2 separate regions of the Bombyx mori genome follow, and region 2 is linked to region 1. A link is a contact called in public Hi-C data. All regions are on one chromosome and are shown on one strand. The core of a region is the stretch at or near the end of the contact, and the rest is flanking DNA. Distances in the headings are between cores, read along the strand shown. Region 1 overlaps LOC101743039 (protein patched). Region 2 holds the start of LOC101743039 (protein patched).

The links. A called contact is a pair of places that touch in the nucleus more often than the background predicts.
Region 2: a Hi-C map of whole pupa shows a contact between it and region 1, with 2.2 times the contacts expected there. The contact joins the promoter of LOC101743039 here to the enhancer-like site in region 1. A contact is called at or near these places in 2 of 7 Hi-C or Micro-C datasets (both in whole pupa).

The regions. Positions count from the first base shown.
Region 1 is chr5:13,386,338-13,393,114 of ASM3026992v2, reverse strand. It overlaps LOC101743039 (protein patched), which reads left to right. Exons shown (of 16, transcript XM_004930019.5): 12 at 144-1,025; 13 at 1,689-1,871; 14 at 2,490-2,732; 15 at 3,619-3,945; 16 at 4,067-5,434. The coding sequence ends at 4,333. Among protein-coding and RNA genes, the nearest start is that of LOC101735565, 6.2 kb to the right of the region's middle. Within about 2 kb of position 3,799, at least 5 of the 8 cell types and tissues checked have open chromatin away from gene starts, as enhancers often do.
Region 2 is chr5:13,425,508-13,432,284 of ASM3026992v2, reverse strand. It overlaps LOC101743039 (protein patched), which reads left to right and starts at 4,187. Exons shown (of 16, transcript XM_004930019.5): 1 at 4,187-4,651. The coding sequence starts at 4,499.

The DNA.
Region 1 (6,777 bases), core at 2,550-5,049:
CACGCTCACCGTCCGCTTTATAATTTGTCAATCACCGGGGCTACTTTCACACTTCCTCTGATATACTCATTCCTTATCTTTTAACTATATAAATTAAAAGTAACTTTTTTTTTATTTACAAAAAATTTCGTATTCGTTTACAGGTAACATCGATGCTAGCGTTGATCGCCGTGATACTGGCCAGTGTCTGGGGCGCGACAAAAGTCAGGGACGGCCTAGACCTCACCGACATAGTGCCAGAAAATACTGACGAACACCAATTCTTGTACCGACAAGAGAAGTACTTTGGCTTCTACAACATGTACGCGGTCACAAAGGGCGACTTCGAGTACCCGACCAATCAGAGGCTGCTGTACGAATACCACGACCAGTTTGTCAGGATACCTAACATCATAAAGAACGACAACGGCGGCCTCACGAAATTCTGGTTGACTCTGTTCCGCGACTGGCTCTTAGATCTGCAAGCGGTGTTCGATAAAGAAGTGGAAAGCGGCTGCATCACTCAGGAGTACTGGTGCAAAAACGCAAGCGACGAGGCCATTTTAGCATACAAACTCATGGTGCAGACGGGTCACGTGGACACTCCCATCGACAAGTCACTGATCACCGCGGACAGAGCGAGCGGCCATAGACTTGTGGGCAAAGACGGCATCATCAACACGGACGCGTTCTACAACTACTTGTCGGCTTGGGCCACAAACGACGCGTTGGCCTACGGAGCGTCACAAGGCAATCTGAAACCGCAACCGAAAAAATGGACGCACTCTTCTAGCGACATGGACCTGGAAATACCCAAGTCGTCTCCCTTGATTTATACCCAGCTGCCCTTTTACCTGGCAGGGTTAAGTGACACGGAGAGTATAAAGGCTTTGATAACGTCCGTCAGGGAGCTGTGCTTGAAGTTCGAAGCGAAGGGATTGTCCAATTTCCCGTCTGGTATTCCTTTCCTGTTTTGGGAGCAGTATCTGTATCTGAGAACGTCGTTATCGCTGGCCCTCGCTTGCGCCCTGTCTGCTGTGTTTGTGGTAAGTTCAGGAAAATTTTATGCTATTATCTAAAACGTATGCTCCTGATAAAATCATTATTAAACAAATGATTCGCGATTTATATCCGCAATGAAGTACGCGCTGGGTCAATGCTCTGATTTGACGCGAGAGCGGTCAGTCGGCGGAAGTACGAACTTGTTAATACAACAAATGCTTAGCTAACAAAAATAAGTATTTCATTTTTAATAATAATAAACAAATAAATAACTGGGAACAAATCACACACGGTCATCCGGCCCCAAATTAGGATTCCCTGTGTTGTTTAAATATATGCATATATAGATAATACACACCCAAACAATGGGTAAACAAAACTGTTTGCCCGATGTGGGAATCGAACCTAAGGCCCTCAGCGCAAATAGTCAGAGCCGCAAACTTCTGCACCACCGAGTCAGTTAGTGATGTGTTAAATCAGCGGTCCGGGAACTTTTTAAATTATTACCCCAAAATATTTATTTCGAAAAGAAAACAATAACTAAAAATTTAAAGATTCTAAAGAAGTTTCACTTCAATATATACTTTTTAATCACAAAAGTTTTATTTTTACCCCCCAAAATTTCATTTTACCCCATTTGGGCTTAAATAATTACTTTGTCGAAATTATCATAATGATCTAAATTAAAAGCCTACGATTATTTTCAGGCTGTAATGGTATTGCTGCTGAACGTGTGGGCGGCGGTGCTCGTGACGCTCGCGCTGGCTGTGCTGGTGCTCCAGTTGCTCGGCACGATGGCGCTACTTGGCATTAAGCTGTCCGCCATACCGGCAGTCCTACTTGTACTGGCCATCGGTCGAGGAGTGCATTTCACCGTCCATTTGTGCTTGGTGAGTTCATTGACCTTTATATTTGCGTATGACCATTTATGTTATTTTTAATTTTATTAGCTTCAGACGTATGTATGTATGTTTGTAACGGAATCTTTGAACATGATTTTGACCCTCTTCAAAACGTCGGATTAACTCGAAATTTGGTATACTTAAATTCCATATTTTAAAAAAACTGAAAAAGAGTGAAAAATTGATATTCACTTAAAAAATGAAAAATAAATAATAGTTTAAAAAAACGTGTAAAAAGTTTGTAAAAAAGCGTGGGCCACTTTTCAGGATATTATCAAAATAACCCTTCTACTCATATTTGTTCATAAATTATTTATAACTACTTGTATAATGCACCCCACGCTTTTTTACAATAAAATCTTTTTTTCATACACTATTTTTAATTTAAATTTAATAAAATTTATTTTCTATCTTTTAGTTGAATTTTCTATAAAAGCGTATTTTGTTAGTTTTTTTCAAACTATTATTTAGTGATAGTTAGTAATTAATATTAGAGTTCCGAGAAAATTGACCGATGATAAATAAGCTATTATTAAAATTTACAAAAAAATATAATTATATTGTATTTTTGTCGACGTTAAATGAATTGAACGTGTTCTTTGACAGGGCTTCGTAACGTCGATCGGTTGCAAGCGGCGTCGGGCCTCGCTCGCGCTGGAGTCTGTGCTGGCGCCGGTGGTGCACGGCGCCGTCGCGGCCGCGCTGGCCGCGTCGATGCTGGCGACCAGCGAGTTCGGTTTCGTCGCCAGACTGTTCCTGAAATTACTACTGGCTCTCATCGTTCTGGGATTCGTCGACGGTCTACTGTTCTTCCCGGTTGTACTGGCGATACTCGGACCGGCCGCGGAGGTGTGTAACTTGAAAAACATATACAGAGTGTGATTTTTTTTTTACTAAGTTAACAATATTTTTTTTAAATATACAGAATTCTTAATTTTGGTATTCGTATACGTTACTGCTTACATGCATAAATCTGTATTTCAATAAGTTCATCTTTACCTATATGACTATCATCAGTAATCAATAAAATATGGAAAAATAATAAGTATTTTGAAGGAGAAAGACGTTTAATTATTACTTTAAAATGACAAGTATTGTAACGGATATGATATTTTTCCCATAAGTTTCCCATTTACTTTTTATAGAAATGAGACTTAAAACTAGCTGCACCCTTCCGCTTCGCTGGGCATTTAAAATTAACGTTATTATTTCTCACCCCCACAAAATTCTCATAATTAACGCCCCCGCAACTGGTGTAGGGAGTCCAACACTTATATAAATATTAGGCTATCCATTACGTAAATGTATTTTCTACATGGATACCAAGTTTCAAGTCAATCGGATGCATGGTTCAGTAGTTATAACGGAACATCCGTAAAAACCACTGTAGATTTATATATTAGTATATATTTGTATCGATCCTCTTTCTAAGGTTGAGTAAGCCTTAATAATAAACACTAACAATGCGAATACAACTTCTTTTGCTGTAAATAATGAACAAAACCTTAGAAAGAATCAAGAATACTAGATAAAGAAAATCGATTAAAATGTAGATTTTTTTTTATTGCTTAGATGGGTGGACGAGCTCACAGTCCACCTAGTGTTAAGTGGTTACTAAAATCCATAGACATCTACAATGTAAATGCGCCACCCACCTTGATGATACAGCAAACAAAACTTTGAAACTATCTCAAAAATCTCAAGTAATAAGGAGAGTATTTGTTGTCGTGTGCAGGTGAGGCCGCTGGAGCACGGCGAGCGGCTGCCGACCCCGTCCCCGGTGCGGTCGCCGGTGTGGGCGCGGCGGGGGGCGGGCGCGGGGGGCGCCGCCGAGCGGACGCGCTGCAAGGGCCCTCCGCGCGCCGCGCCCTCCCTCACAACCATCACCGAGGAGCCCCCAAGCTGGCACAGCTCGGCGCCCTCCGTACAGTCTTCCATGCAGTCCATCCTAGTGCAGCCAGAGCTCGTCGTCGAGACCACCACCTACAATGGCAGTGACTCCACTTCCGGACGCTCTACTCCCACCTCCAAGACTACTCACACGGGCGCCATCACTACCAAGGTTAGTTTTATCACTTTCTCTTCCCTAGTTAGGTAGATCCCGGCAATCAAACGGAATATTTCACTTTACTTGTGGGACTATGTACTTTCTACTAATAATTATGGTCTGGTTTATTCTCCAGGTGACGGCCACTGCAAACATCAAAGTGGAGGTGGTCACGCCGAGCGACAGGAAAACTCGACGCTCCTATCACTATTACGACCGCCGTAGAGACCGCGACGACGATCGGGACAGAGACCGCGACCGAGACCGAGATAGAGACAGAGACCGCGAGAGATCGAGAGAGAGAGACCGCAGAGACCGGCACAGAGACGAGAGGGAGCATCGCGCGTCGCCGCGGGAGAACGGCCGCGACTCCGGACACGAGAGCGACTCCTCTCGCCACTGACACAGAGAGAAAGAGGGAGAGAGATACTACTGGGTCTTGGTACCTGAATGACGCGGAGGCTATGAAGTTCGGTGCGCAGTGGGAGCCCAGCACGCGTCGAGTACGGGTCGGTACCGCAAACATTCCACAGAGGGCGGCGCTGGTGCTTCCGCATTGTGATTCGATATTTGAACGGTGCGAACTCTTGTTAAACCAAATATCCACTATGTAGAAGATCTAAACGTTTGTGTGTTCCTATTGTAAAGACATTTCTGTTTCGTCATCCGTTGCTCTTGTTATGTTTATTTATCTAAAGACTGTGGTCGATTATTATTAACTTATGCTAATTATTTATTTTACGTCTACGTTTTTTTTTTTTTTTTTTTAATTTTCGACACCTGAATCTGTGGAGTGCCTCAGATTAATTGTACAAATTATTTACGTAGTTTTAAACTAGTTTTAGGTCGCTATTTATGAGATTACTTAGTGTTTTTTTTTTTAAATATCCATAATGTATCGTTGTGATCTTTAGGTAAAAATTGTAACTTTAAAGACTGCATTTTTAATACGAATATACAGTATTTTCGTGTGCTGGATAGCGAGTGAATGTTGAACACACAACCGATACATTCGCTTACCTCAGAATGTGAAATTACAAAATGAGAAATCAAATGTGCAAAGTACTTAGTAGAGTAAATATATATTATTTATACGTAGATACGTAAATATGTACATATAGCTGTATTTAGTCGTATGATGTGCCGAACCAGTGACGTTTGGATACGAATGTATCATTAATTTTTATACATTTTTTTTGTACTGACATTTTGTCGAAAAACTAGATGTTAGAATGTGACGCGTTTATTAGAATATATAAGTTTACAAATTAACAAATGATTGTATCATATGATTTAAAAAAAAAAACCAATTTGCTCTTTTTTTTTTGTTTAATTTGACGACGATATAAATTGTTGAAGATCAAAGCACATTTTCAATATCGATGTTTGTACCGATTCATTTTATCATATCGTAATATTTACATACAAACGAAATTCTAATTTATTCTTAATGCCTATGCAACGAAAATGTCTGTATTGGAGAAATAATCAACATCGAATTATACTTTGGAATTTTATTTGATTTTCAGAATCATCATAACCGTCTGTCGTAAAATATTCGAGCTTTCCATTTTTTGAAAACCAAAGTAGTCTAGACCCAAGAAGAAATAGAGTTGTCGCGCTGACTATATTCTTATTGCATCAGTGATGCCAAATCATTCCAAGGATACACGACTCGACAGTCATTTCGGCGACATCTACTAATACATTATCCCGGGGCGAGATACATAATGAATCCTTAAGTCCTGAATTATAAGTCCTGAAAACTCATATTCCCGAGAACTGGTGAAATAAATTCAGCGGGCTAGTCCTTCATATTATTTTTATGACATGCATTTGTTATTGTTGTAAAAGAATAATTTAAGTTTAATTTGCCAAGCTATATGTAATTTAATTAACAGACGATTATCAGATGATTACCAAATGGATCCAGGTGGTTCTTATTTTTTAAAGTTCGGAAACTACAAGACACGGCCGAATTGAATTCAGTACCTGTGGCGTTATACGAAGCGAAAATAAAATACGATCTCGGTATTATAGACGTTTTAGAAACAAAAATGAAAAAAAAGTCTCCCGCCATTTTTTTTTATTTCTTTTCAATCCACTAAAGTAAACGAATATAGCGAAGAAGCTCGAAACATTTTGAAGCTTTGTTCCAAAAATAGAGAAAAAAGATACACAAATACAAAAAATCCTTAGATATAAAAAGCATTAATATAAGCTTTATGTAGGTATACACATATGACCACGTTTTTTCGTTATTTTTGGTCACAATGTAATATATTGTTGTGCTTAAACTATATATCCCACGGATATTTTGTGAAGCTGTAGTTTCCGCACAACACCAAAGGGTAACGAGGATTACTGAATTGCAGCGATGCCCACACACTGGACGGTATCAGCTAAGCCTTTTCTTTGTTATATTTTTCCTTGTTTACTAAATATTTATATTTGTCAGTGTAAAACCATATAATATTGTTTGTTTTACGTCATTACGCATTTACGTCGTAGATCTCTATGGGCTTCAGTAACCACTTAACACCAGGTGGACTGTGAGCTCGTCCACCCATCTAAGCAACAAAAAAAAAGAAGAACTGTCTAATATGGGGGAAAAGTGTCCAGCTGTAAGCAGTCAACTACGACTGAAAAACTCACCAAAACACCTCTAACCTTGCCAGCGGTATGATTATAGTATGATATGAATGTAGCAGTGCTGTAGGCTGAGTGAAATTTGCTGAGTTGGAAAGTTTAATAATATTCATAAATTTAATAATATTAAGTTATAATAATTTTTGGCGCTACCTTTGCAATGACACCACTCGCTATGGTAGCGCTTTCCTAATTGGT
Region 2 (6,777 bases), core at 2,938-5,437, 39 kb before region 1:
TTAGGCAAAACTGTGTCCATGATCGTGAATTACAATTGGAGAATAAAAGTAAAGGTATTTTACGCTAGTTTTTCTTACATAGTAGCTACGAGTAGCTATATATGTAAAGAAAAACCTTCATAGTCTAAAACTCTTTAGTTTTCTAAAAATGATTTTTCTTATATGTCATTCAGTGAAGTTTGACATTCAGTAAAAAGAAAGTTCAGTTTGTTTAAAAATATAAATTTTATTAGATTTATGAGCTTTAAATGTTGTTTTATAATGATATTGGGTAGGTACTCCAGAATAAATAAACAATAAAATACTTAATTGCGTTTTCTCTTTTTTGTATAATGAGGAAACAACATTTAAAGCCCTTAATCTAATAAAATTAATATTTTTAAACAACCTGAACTTTCTCTTTACTGAATGTCAAACTTCACTGAGTGACATATAAGAAAAATCCTTTTTAGAAAACTAAAGAGTTTTAGACTATGAAGGTTATTCTTTGATATTTTTGATATTTAAATTTCTTACATTAACCGGAAAATATGGTTTAACTTACTGGTTTTTTTTCTCTCGAACAATACGTGTATTTCCTGTAACTGCGATATTTCCTACAACATTATTATTAATATTTAACAATTGAAAAACGTTGCGTTCGTTTCTTAAAATTAAAACGCTTTACATTGTGGTCTCAATCCTGAACGTCTCGGATGATTCTACGAAGATGTATACGAGTAGAACGAGACGCCCCGCTGTGTATTTTAAAGTGTCAAAATGTCTAAAGTTACACCACGTTCTGAGATCGTCATGTTTTCAACGAACACGCAAAATACGACTTTAATCCTGTGATTTTAAATGGGTAGTGTAGTAAAATCGAAAAAGTTGTCATCTAAATTCAGATATTTGCGGTGTATTATAGATCGATCCACGTTGCATTCACGTTTAGAGTGGAATTGATTGAATAGGCCCGTTTACACCTAGCTCGTTTCTCGGAAGGCTGTGGAGATGGTCCGTGAAATCCGAACGCCATCAGGTGTGGCGCGCTGTTGTGATCTTAATCCGATTGCTTCTACTATTTTATTGCAACTTCAACTGTTATCGCAGACCGTTAATTGATACCTGGTCCCACTGAAGTGTGTATCGTGTTTCATTAGAATCGGCAAAAAGCTTACAATGAAATTCCTGTATGGAGAGACTACTTAAATTGTTTAATATCTGAAAAAAAAATTGGTAGAAGATTAAAATTCGAAGTATGATTATAGTGTCTGCCTATTTTATCCATTTGATTTCGTTACTGCACAGCACTATTAAAGAGTTACGTATCAATTAATAGTAAGTACGTACTGACGACTTCTTAGGCTATAGCCTCAAAAGGATGGCAACATTTTTTTCGTATAATCATGTATGTTCTTGTAATTTTATTTGATATGTATTTCTTATCTATGTATTTTGTATGTATGTATCTATGTATTTATTTTGGCAATACAGACTGTTAATCGATACCTGGTTCCACTGAAGTGTGTATCGTGTTCCATTACAATCGGCAAAAAGCTTACAATGAAACTTCTGTATGGAGAGACTACCTATATTGTTTTATATCTGAAAAAATGGTAGAAGATTACCATTCGAAGTATAATTATAGTGTCTGCCTATTTTAGCCATTTGATTTCGTTACTACACAACACTATTAAAGAGTTACGTACCAATTAATAGTAAGTACGTACTGACTTCTTCTTAGGCTGCGGCCTCAAAAAGATGGCAACATTTTTTCGTATAATCATGTATATTCTTGTAATTTTATGTGATATGTATTTCTTATCTATGTATTTTGTATGTATTTTTATGTATGAATCTATCTATTTATTTTGGCAATATAATTATAACTTGGTGTTCATTTTCCTCATGTCTACTATAATTTTTTAAATTATCGCCATGTATTAACTTTATCACAGCTACGCTCTTCTTGAATCTTTCACTTCATCAACGAGGGTTAACTGGAAGAGAATGCCTGCATGGCGTTGAGTTCGCCTTTGTACAATATTTTTTGTGCAATAAAGTTTTTATTTATTGTCTAGATGTGTGGACGAGCTCACAGCCCACCTTGTGTTAAGTTGTTACTGGAACCCATAGACATCTACAACGTAAATACGCCGCACACCTTGAGATATAAGTTCTAAGGTCTCAGTATAGTTACAACGGCTGCCCCACCCTTCAAACCGAAACGCATTACTGCTTCACGGCAGGAATAGGCATGGCGGTGGTACCTACCCGTGCGGACTCACAAGAGGTCCTACCACCAGTAATTACGCAAATTATAATTTTGCGGGTTTGATTTTTATTACACGATGCTATTCCTTCACCGTGGAAGTCAATCGTGAACAATTGTTAAGTACATATTTCATTAGAAAAATTGGTACCCGCCTGCGGGATTCGAACACCGTTGCATCGCTATATACGAATGCACCGGACGTCTTATCCTTTAGGCCACGACAACTTCGTATTTAAATTTTTCATTCATTCATATGTTCAGGTAGGTATGTACTATGTACATGGCTATCTTTCCATATATATTTCTTGGGCATTTTTTTAACCTTGGCTTGATAGATTTTATAAATAAGGCGTCGTTAGATACCAAAATAAATTAAGAGGGAGGAGAAACGAAATACTTACCTAATATAAGAATTAATTAATAGTTAGTAAATAGCTAATCAGAATACATAACCGTAAAAATTTAATCATACATAAATCCAAAAATAAGCTATGTACAATTAATTATTCTTCGAATACGTATAGCCTTATAAATGCATGTGCATATTAACGATCACTAACTTGTCTATTTAAAGATTGCGATCACATAGGAGCTAGATGCCTACCTAGAAACGGTAGGAGTAGTCGCATACTAATAATAAGAAACTTTGAATTTCAGCAAATTAAATTCAGTCAGCGTGCTCCCAAAACTGAGGAACGCATTGTTTTAAATGCAACTAACTTATGCTGCACATTCAAATTGAAACGGGACAAAGTGAGTCCATCGGCTCGGCTATACTTTTTTCTTATAATAAACAAATCGAATGATTTACTGGTGGTAGGACCTCTTGTGAGTCCGCGCGGGTAGGTACCACCACCCTGCCTATTTCTGCCGTGAAGCAGTAATGTGTTTCGGTTTGAAGGGTGGGGCAGCCGGTGAAACTATACTTGAGACTTTAGGAATTTATATCTCAAGGTGGGTGGTGCATTTACGTTGTTGATGTCTATGGGCTCCAGTAACCACTTAACACCAGGTGGGCTGTGAGCTCGTACAATCATCTAAGCAATAAAAAAAATCGAGGGTAGAAAGGTATAGGCATAGGTATAAAGTTATAGGTATCCATAAATCAGCCTGAATTCTGTAAATACAAGAGAAGAGTATTCAATGTGAAATGTTTGTGGTTAGGACTAGAATCTTTGGAATTAGTAATAGCTACTTTGTATCTGATTACGTTTCACGGACGATGAGTTCCAAAGGACAGGGTGGCGATCGCTCAGTTCAATGCGGCCGCTAAATAAATTCATTAGTTAAATCACCGTCGGCGGCGTTTTATGTCGGTAACATCAAAGGGCCGCCCGTGGTACGGTCAGGGTCGCGCTCGTCTAACTTTTTAGTCAGAAAACTCTGTAAACAAAATAATATGGTGCCTTTGAATGTTTGATCCTCTTTATTATCTGTATACCATTGACTGTATATTTAACTAACAAACGTTCTCTTTGTGATAATTGTAGGAACATAATGTTATATAAAATCCAAGTAAACATGAGCTTCAAAGAATTGACGACTTAAATTGACATTTAAGCAGTCTGCAAAATTACACTATCATAACATTTTATTAGGGTATTGTTCTTTATTGTTTCCATTTTTTTTAACTATGTTGTCGATAAAACTAAAATTTGTTGATCAATATCTATTTCAACTGTGAGTACTTAAAGTTAAACATTGAGATCGTTTCTAATGTTTAGATCATTACTTGATGACATGTCAGCTACGGCTTCATTCAATGTTTTTATTTTGCCGGCTTTAACCTCTCACTACAGTCCACTTCTGACCTCCTCCCTCTTGATATACACGAGAGAGAGAGGTATATCACGTGTGTGGTCTTTGATTTGGGAGCTTCGGACTGTTTCGCCAGCTTTCGGTTGCCTTCGTGTCGCAGGACGGCAACATTACGAATCCAACAACCAACAATAATGGCGGCTCGACAAATATTCAGTCCAGTCTACGCATTCGTTCGTAGAGTGAAGTGGCATGATTCAGTGTCGCTCGAGCCGTGCAGCTGGTAACACGCAAGCGCGCTCCGTATTATTTGTAATGAAACTCTGTGTTGTTTTGTGTTCGAATGATTAGTGTTTTGATTTAAAGTGACGTATTCGAGTGTGCAGTGTGTGGTTATGTGGCGGCAAGTGATATGACAGCGTGCGCCGCCAGACGGACTCCGGCCGTCTTCATGAGGATACTGGTGACAAGTTTGGCCCCGAGATCATGGTGGCTCCCAATTCCGAGGCTCCTTCGAATCCTCGGATAGTATCTAGTACACAGGAGAGTCCCTCTGCCGCTGAGGCGCGCCACAGCGCCGATCTCTACATACGCACCAGCTGGATAGACGCTGCCCTAGCACTTTCTGAACTCGAAAAGGTGTTGTGTCAATAAAACTGAATTACTTTGAAATTTTGTGCTGAATTTTACTTGTCATGTTGCACGTGTGATTGTTTTTCTGCGAATACCAATCGCGTTTGAGGAACTATGCAAAGAAACAGCGCCAACTAGTGTCAGTGGTACAAAACCTAAAACGCGCGCATTTTGCAGTAAACTGCAAGTTAATGATAGTTTTCTACAATCAAAAGAATTAAGATTACCAAAGATGTTTTTGATCAATGAGTTCCAAATATCTTATTAATTTATCTATTACATTTGAAATTGAACGAATCTATGAGTTTTTATGATTTTGTGGCTTATAAACAGCCATAAGATTTTTCATTCCAATATTTGTTTTGAAAAATATATATCTAATATATAAATATACATTTCTTATACATAATTAGTGATACCACAGCCATATACTACATAATTATATGATGCGGACTTATTAAATTATAACTTCTTAAACATGACCGTTTATGCTCTAATTTTTGTTCATTAAAATGTAATTTTTTAAAACCCATACTAATATCACTCACGAGGCGCAAGATCGTGTTAATCTAAAAAATGTTTTAAAATACCGAGTGAGTTCGGGGAAGGTAGCCCGCTTTCCTAGAAGGATAAGGTCGTCCCTGCGCGACGGTGGTCTTAGTTTTTAAATGAAAAAGCTTGCAAACCACTGTATTTTCTAAGATCACTTCAAAAATACCTGTGTTACAACAATAAAAAAAATAACAGATGTCAAAAACAACAATTTATTCAACGGACAGCTGATATTTTAAATATGGCTTCACTGTGTAACATACGAATAAGTGATACCTTAAAATGTAGGAACTTGATCGGTCGCATGCAAGATGAAGCAATTAAGGCGCAGCGGGTACAAGACGAGCAAGGGGCTGCGCACGCGCAGAGCATCGGCGCCGATAGAGACATCAACGCGGACCGCATAAAGCGAATAGAGAATGAATTGATACTTAATAATCAACTATTCTTGTTATTAAATTATTCTAATTATTAAATTAATAATATACCCTAACATTAAAGCAAGAAACATATAAGTTGCGGGTTATATGTTTTTTCTTCTAACAATTAAAATCGATTAAAAATATTACGACTGAGAATAACAAAAATTTTAAAGTCTTAAGTTGGCAATTTTCAATGGAAACAAAAATAATATTGTAAACCAATATAAATTAAACATGATTCATAATAAACAGTAACAATATCGTACGGTAAATAACAGATTACAAAAAGGAAAAGAATAAACGCTATTCTACGTATTCCTGAATCTGACAAGACCGCACAGAGCTCGCCTCGTGGAATTGAGACATCTTGTGGTTTCCGATCTCGCGTCCTTTTCTTGCTCGCTAATCGAGATAATTCTGTCCTTCTCTTTAAGATTTACACTTTGTCTCGTTTCAACCAGTTTTTCCCATATATCTTTTCTCTTCGTCCAAACATTACGCTTGCAGGCGATCGGCAGCTGCACCGGAGACCTATAAATGACTTCACATCTACAATTTTGAAGGCTCTCTTTTTTGGACAGACTGTTTTCTTTTGATCATATAAGTAATTACGGTCTTTTCGAGATTTTCTCAGAAAACTGCCATTTTGACTCTTATTTATTTATACACCAACGTTCTAAACGCGGCACTTCTCTAATTTAAGTAATGAAAAATAAAAAAAACTTAGTTTTTAGAATTCGATTTTTTACTGGTGGTAGGACCTCTTGTGAGTCCGCACGGGTAGGTACCACCACCCCGCCTACTTCTGCCGTGAAGCAGTAATGCGTTTCAGCTTGAAGGGTGGGGCAACCGTTGTAACTATACTGAGAGACCTTAGAATTTACATATCAAGGTGGGTGGCGCATTTACGTTTTCCAGTAACCACTTAACACCAAGTGGGCTGTGAGCTCGTCCACCCATTCCATAAAAAATTAAAAAAAAAAGATTAAAAATATAACTGAAGCAATTGAAAATACGGATAATCATTAATCGCCGCAACCACAAACATGGGTAGCTAATCGAAGTTGCTTTGTTAAACCGCAAATTATTTTCCTGCTTCTGGTGTCGAATGACTAGGATATTCTGTTACCGTCGTGCAGGCCTTTGAGCGCCACCACA